Linked DNA regions of Thunnus thynnus: region 1 is linked to region 2. Evidence: chromatin contacts called from public Hi-C data. All regions are on one chromosome and are shown on one strand. The core of a region is the stretch at or near the end of the contact, and the rest is flanking DNA. Distances in the headings are between cores, read along the strand shown. Region 1 holds the start of lbhl (LBH regulator of WNT signaling pathway, like). Region 2 holds the start of rbm7 (RNA binding motif protein 7).

Region 1 (2,989 bases), core at 236-2,735, 280 kb after region 2:
ATTCAAAATGTTACTGACAGATGCTTACTGTTACTTACTTACAAAAAAACGATACTTTATGAATAAACCAAAATGATGTGAAAATGGCTGGTTTGTAGATAATGAATTAATGAAGGCTCAGTGAAATGATAAAATAAATTCTATCTCACGGGAAGATTAAAAAGGTTTTATTCCAACTGACCGGCACTAAAAGACACGTCTTCGTCACTATCCACAGTCACTAAACAGCTAAGATTAGTGTAATCAGGAACAAGAAACACCTACCTCACCTATACTTTGTGCTAGTAAACTTAATAGCAGTGGTGACTATTTACTGTCCTGTTTCCATCACTGAAACTATTTGCTATCACTTTCTCATTTCATTACTGGCAAGTTTGACTTCTTTGTATTTTTGGAGTCACTTTTGTGTCCATTTTAATTCAAAGGATGACACATTGGCAACAATCTTAGTAAAAGTCTTTTAAAGGTTTCTTAGGAACATGCTGCTCATACGCAATGAATGAAGTAGTGCTGAGGGGACACCACAGCTGGCCACAAGGTTTTCCTGTTGTTGTTTTCCTGTTACACTTCTCTAGCATCATTAGAGTTGTACTGTTATATGATTATTAACACGAGTAATATATCTTGTATCAGGTGGACTGATAGCACCATTTCATCATCATCATCAGAACATCTGTTCATCACTTCACAACCACAGCAAACTCTCATAAAGGTGACGACCTGCGGTGACCCTCAAATACCTTCAGAAGGCTTTCACATTCACACAGGAAGTGACATAGAAACGCATTTGCACACCTGACCACATATGAAGAGATGGTTTCTGGAAGGCACAGAACCTTCTACATCTGTTATGTAATGAATTATAATGACCCATCTTGTCCAAAACACTCAAACACTTAAACTCATCTCTACCTGCTGACTTTGCCTGATTTTATCTTCATGTCACCACAGAAATTGATCTACATCAAGTGTGAACTTTCACTATAGCTATTTTGTGCGCATTTGTGGACATGAAGGGAAATTCTGCCGGAAATACCCCGCAGAATTTCTTAGTATGAATTAGTGCCTCTAAAAACACACAAACGACAGCAGCTTCTTACCCCTCAGTTGCAGTCAGGCAGATGTCTTCTTCATCTTGGCACAGCTCCACAGTGGTGAAGCCCGGCTCCTCCACAGCAGGTCCAGACGGCATGAGAGGGGGTGCAGCAGGAGGTGAGCAGCTCCCACAGCATTCCCCCTCCGCAGAGCCCTCACTGAGGCTTTTGGCCTCCAGGGCGAAGCCTGGATAAGGGGGTGCAACACCCTCAGGTGTTCAGCAGAAGCTCAGGAGACGGAGGAGTGTCTAATGCCCTTTGTCAGTTAGGACAGCACCTGTCTGGCTTGTCCGGGGTCAGTGCTGAGTTTGAATTTGTCTGCTAGCCCAAAGCCTGCATGCGCTCCCTTGTCTCCTGTATCCAACTTCCTTCCTCATGTCTCTCTCAATATCCCTCCCTGTCCCACCCCACCCTACTGCCAGGCTTTGGAGAGGAGCGGGATTAACGTCTCTTTCGATTACAGAGACTGGATGGGTGACGTCAGCCAGGCTTGACAGTCCCCTCTGATGAGTTGGCACACTGGGTCGCTGGTGCATCTGTAAAGAAGCATATAAAGGGTGCACAGATGGCACATGGCCCCACTGTTGATGGAAGCTAAGTTTATTGAACTGCTCACAAAATGGTCAAGAAGTTCAGCAGCAACTTAATTTGATGTCCTCTCTACTTCCCTCATCCTGTGTGTTTGTCCACCATGTCTCCCTCTCTCTCTGTTCTCAACTGTGTGTGTGCCGTTGCTCCATCAGTGGATTTAGATTTGGACGATTCATGGAATTAGCCCAGGGATCAAGGGCTCAGGGATGGGGAGGGGATAGATAACATGGCAGCAACTATTGCTAAACAGATAGAGTTCTGTTAACAGCAGTATGTAATCCCCTCTGTGGGTTAAGTCAGTAGGCTATATATGGAACAAGGTAGTGAGGAAACCGGCACAGCGTGAAGGACATCGTGCCTCTGCTGAACTTTGGAATCCTATTAATTTTCCAACATTTGTAATAGAATATACTTTATACACATGACCACAAGGGCGGTAAATTGTAAAAAAAAATATAATTAAAAAATTTAATTGAAAACATTATTCAATGAAAATAAGATTGGTGTGTCAAACTACTTGCTGGTAAGTAAGCAAGAGAAAGGCATCATCAGTAGCGTATTATAGACAAAAGATACAGAAGTGCCATACACCATTTAAGATTTTGAAAAGTATAATTGTGTTTAAAAGCAAAAACAAGGCCCAGAAAGGCACAGGTGGAAATATTAAAGCCAACATGCACAATATCAAGGCCCTAGAACTGGTACATGCATACATAGGTTTTGTAAGCCACTGTTTTTACTTCATCTGAGGAGAAAAGAAAATCAACACACTGCAAAGACTTGAACAGCAAATATGTGTATGCTAATGGTTAATCTGGTTTATTCACTATGGAAGAGTAGTTGCCTTCACAGCTAAGCTGAACACCGCTCACAGCACCCCATACTGCTCTGGTACACAGGCGTCTTCACCTGCATCGTGGACGGCCTTTATCATTTCACTGTGCACATGTAGATGGGCTCAGTGTGCCATTTTTACGAATGGAGAGAATTTGGCCTTGGTGTATCACACTAGTCTTCCAGACAAATGTAACCAAGTTGCCAGTATCAGCAGTATAGTGCAGCTGTCTGAAGGAGACAAAGTCTGGGTGAATTTGTGGGGTTGTGGTGACATGAAACCATCACATCTTAAAACATGTCTGGAGGGGATCTAAGATATGCATATAGACAGGGGCCTCGCAGCCGTGAGTGTTACAGGTGTTGTGACACCCGCACTTTCACAGAAACATAATTCCACCCCCCCCCCCCCCCCACTTTTTCCTGTGGTAGTCATTTATGAAACGAAACTGAGTTTCGCATACGTGAAA
Region 2 (2,901 bases), core at 176-2,675:
GTTTACATGGTATTAGCTATGTTATTATTTTAGTGTTTATGCAAACAAAAAGTGCACAATTCTGCTAATTTTACCTGTGGTTTTCAATATCAAACTGGGTGAAATGATTTCATTATGTATCAGTGCTTTTTGAACATTTTAACATACCATGATAATTTTGGTCACTATAATTGTGATATTAAATTTTTATACCGTTTCATCTCTACACAATAAGTTCACAAACTGTACATATTATGTGTACACAAGAACAGAGCAGGTCAATTGGCTAAATATGGGCCACTTTCCAATTGAAGATAATTGTATAAAATCCAAATATTGGCTGTAGCTGCTAATTTATATGCTACGTTTTGTTTCCCGAATTATAAGAAACGTTACGAGAGATGAATGTGTCTTGCTGAGCACAATTTAACTTATGTAAATGTTTAGATGATAAACAGATGAGTATATACTAATTAAAGTAAAATTGATAAGACTTTTAGGACACCTGCGTGTTCTGTTAGTGTTTCCAACATCTGCCGTAACCACGACAACCACGACACATTCGGCTAAAAGTCACCAGTTAACACAGTCACAAGTTAAACCGAAACACCTGCTGCCACACAACACTGAACCAAGACCGAATCGATTTAAAGTGAAAGGACACCTACAAGTTTAGGCTGCTACTTTGACTCTGCTTTACTATAATTAAGATTAAAAGAAAAACGCTGCATATAATGACGTATATGAGCAACTGTCAAAACTGCTCACCGGTTGAAAATAAAAACGTGAACTTACCTGATCTGAACTGCACATGGATAGCTCTGCCGAACAGCGATGTCCCGTTCAGTAGCTGCATGGCGTATGGCACGGACACTTCGTGTTTGTAAACGGCGAAACCAAATGTTTTCTGTTTCCCATCAGAGTCTTTTGGGATTTTGGTTTTGATGAGAGGTCCTGCCTGCAAAAACAATCTGATTAATGTTGTGCACAAACAGCGACTGCAGCTAACGACAGCTAGGTTAGCCAGCTAGCCTAAATGAATCAATAACATCTCTTAAAATTGTCCGCAGCGTATACAAAACAAACATTAGCGTGATACAAGTGACGTTATGTGAAGGAGCTTACTACAAAAGCCTATCACTTCATAATATATCACTTTTGGGTAATTTCAATTTAACACTTTCGCTCGGTTAGCATTCTGTGTGTGATGCTAGCTATGTGTAGCGTTAATGTTAGTGACAACAGCACCTGTAAAAACAGTTCAAACAAAAGTTCCTCCGTCACTCTTGAATCTAAATTCCTTATGAAGAGTGTCCGATCCGCTTCATCCTCTATTCCCATCGTATTTAAGCAAGTACTGGCTCTCTCCAAGCGATGCAAACGTTCAGCGTAAAAAAGCGCTCAGTGAAATATAAACGGAAGGCCCTGTGTTGCCGTAAAGTGAAATGTCGTTACATTTGGCGATTTTTTTTTCTAGGATGACGAAGTCATGACCCGCCCTACTCTGCCTCTGATTGGCTTGACTAGATATTCTTACCTTAATTCTAACCAATTTCACTCCTCATGCCGAAACCTAACCAACCCAATAAATTAAAGCAACGAATACTAGCGAATCAGAGGCAGAATAGGGCGGGTCATGACTTCGCCATCCTAGGAAATAAATTTGGCTTATAGTTGAGCTTCCGTTGTGATGAACAGAGGGTATTTTACGACACATTGAACAATAAGGCTGGAAAATGTCTCCCTGTGCTGAATTGAACATTTTATTATATCCATTATATATCAATGGTTATTCCGTCTAAAGGGATAGACATGATAAACATGTTTTATTTTTTACATAATTATAATAGATGACAGTTCTCTTATATGATTACTGAGAATGAGTTTTTGTTTTCTTTCTTTTGCGCTACAACAGCAGTCTACAACAACGAAAAACAACACAGATGACGACAACACAGAGCTGCTTAAAACTACAATGAAGATTTGATGTTTAATGCAAACTACTTATTTTTATAACTAGACTACTAGGGCTTCAACTTTCACGATTGGCAGTCTAATCTATTGATTAGACTTTTTGTTTGATCAATTAATCGAAATGCCTGTTACAATTTCTCAGAGATCAAGCTGATATCACCAAACTGCTTGTTTTGTCTGTTTTTGTCAATATAAAACCTAAAGATATTTCATTCACTAAAAAAGAAAAGCAGAAAATTTAAGAAGCTGAAACCTAAGAATGTTTGGCATTTTTCTTTGATAAATGACTTAATAAATTAATTGTCTTTGTTTTTGTTTGTTTTGTTTTGTTTTTGTTTGTGTGCTTTAGTTGTTTGAATTGCATGCCATTTACAAGTGCAATGTATAGTACTAACACTTGTTAAAAGACACCCAAGAGAACAGTAAAAAACAGTGATTTTCACAGCAGACATTTTGTATGGTTTTCCTCTTCTCTTCTCTTCTCTTCTCTTCTCTTCTCTTCTCTTCTCTTCTCTTCTCTTCTCTTCTCTTCTCGTCTCGTCTCTTCTCTTCTCTGCCTGTTTCAGTTCCTCTGACTGCCTGCTGGCTGTTGCACACTGATAAGGTTTTCTTATTTTTCTTACCCTGTAGCTCACTCTGATTGGGTCACTGGCTCAATTGCCTAGAACCAAGCGCTTCTGGTATTGGCGACATCATAGCCTGTGGAGGTCAAGTGAGAGGCTTAACTTCCACCCTAATCAGATGGGCCACGGTGTCTGCCCCTCATATTAATTATATCAATTTAAACTGTAATGATTTTCTCCTTCATGCCTGGGGAACATCCTCACAGATTCTGCCCTGGTAAAGCTCAAGTTAGAGAAATCATATGCATATCGGTGACAATTTCAAGACTAAACCTTTCTAGTTTAATTCATGGAGGTGACCTGAGTAGGCCGCATGCTGTAGCCA

What was found. Hi-C and Micro-C count contacts between places; a contact is called where the count stands out from the background.
Region 1: a contact with region 2 is called in a Hi-C map of heart, with 3 times the contacts expected there. The contact joins the promoter of lbhl here to the promoter of rbm7 in region 2. A contact is called at or near these places in 2 of 3 Hi-C or Micro-C datasets (heart and muscle).

What each region holds. Positions count from the first base shown.
Region 1 is chr7:11,350,287-11,353,275 of fThuThy2.1, forward strand. It overlaps lbhl (LBH regulator of WNT signaling pathway, like), which reads right to left and starts at 1,486. Exons shown (of 4, transcript XM_067594291.1): 1 at 1,101-1,486. The coding sequence starts at 1,192.
Region 2 is chr7:11,071,587-11,074,487 of fThuThy2.1, forward strand. It overlaps rbm7 (RNA binding motif protein 7), which reads right to left and starts at 1,426. Exons shown (of 5, transcript XM_067594273.1): 1 at 1,228-1,426; 2 at 775-937. The coding sequence starts at 1,320.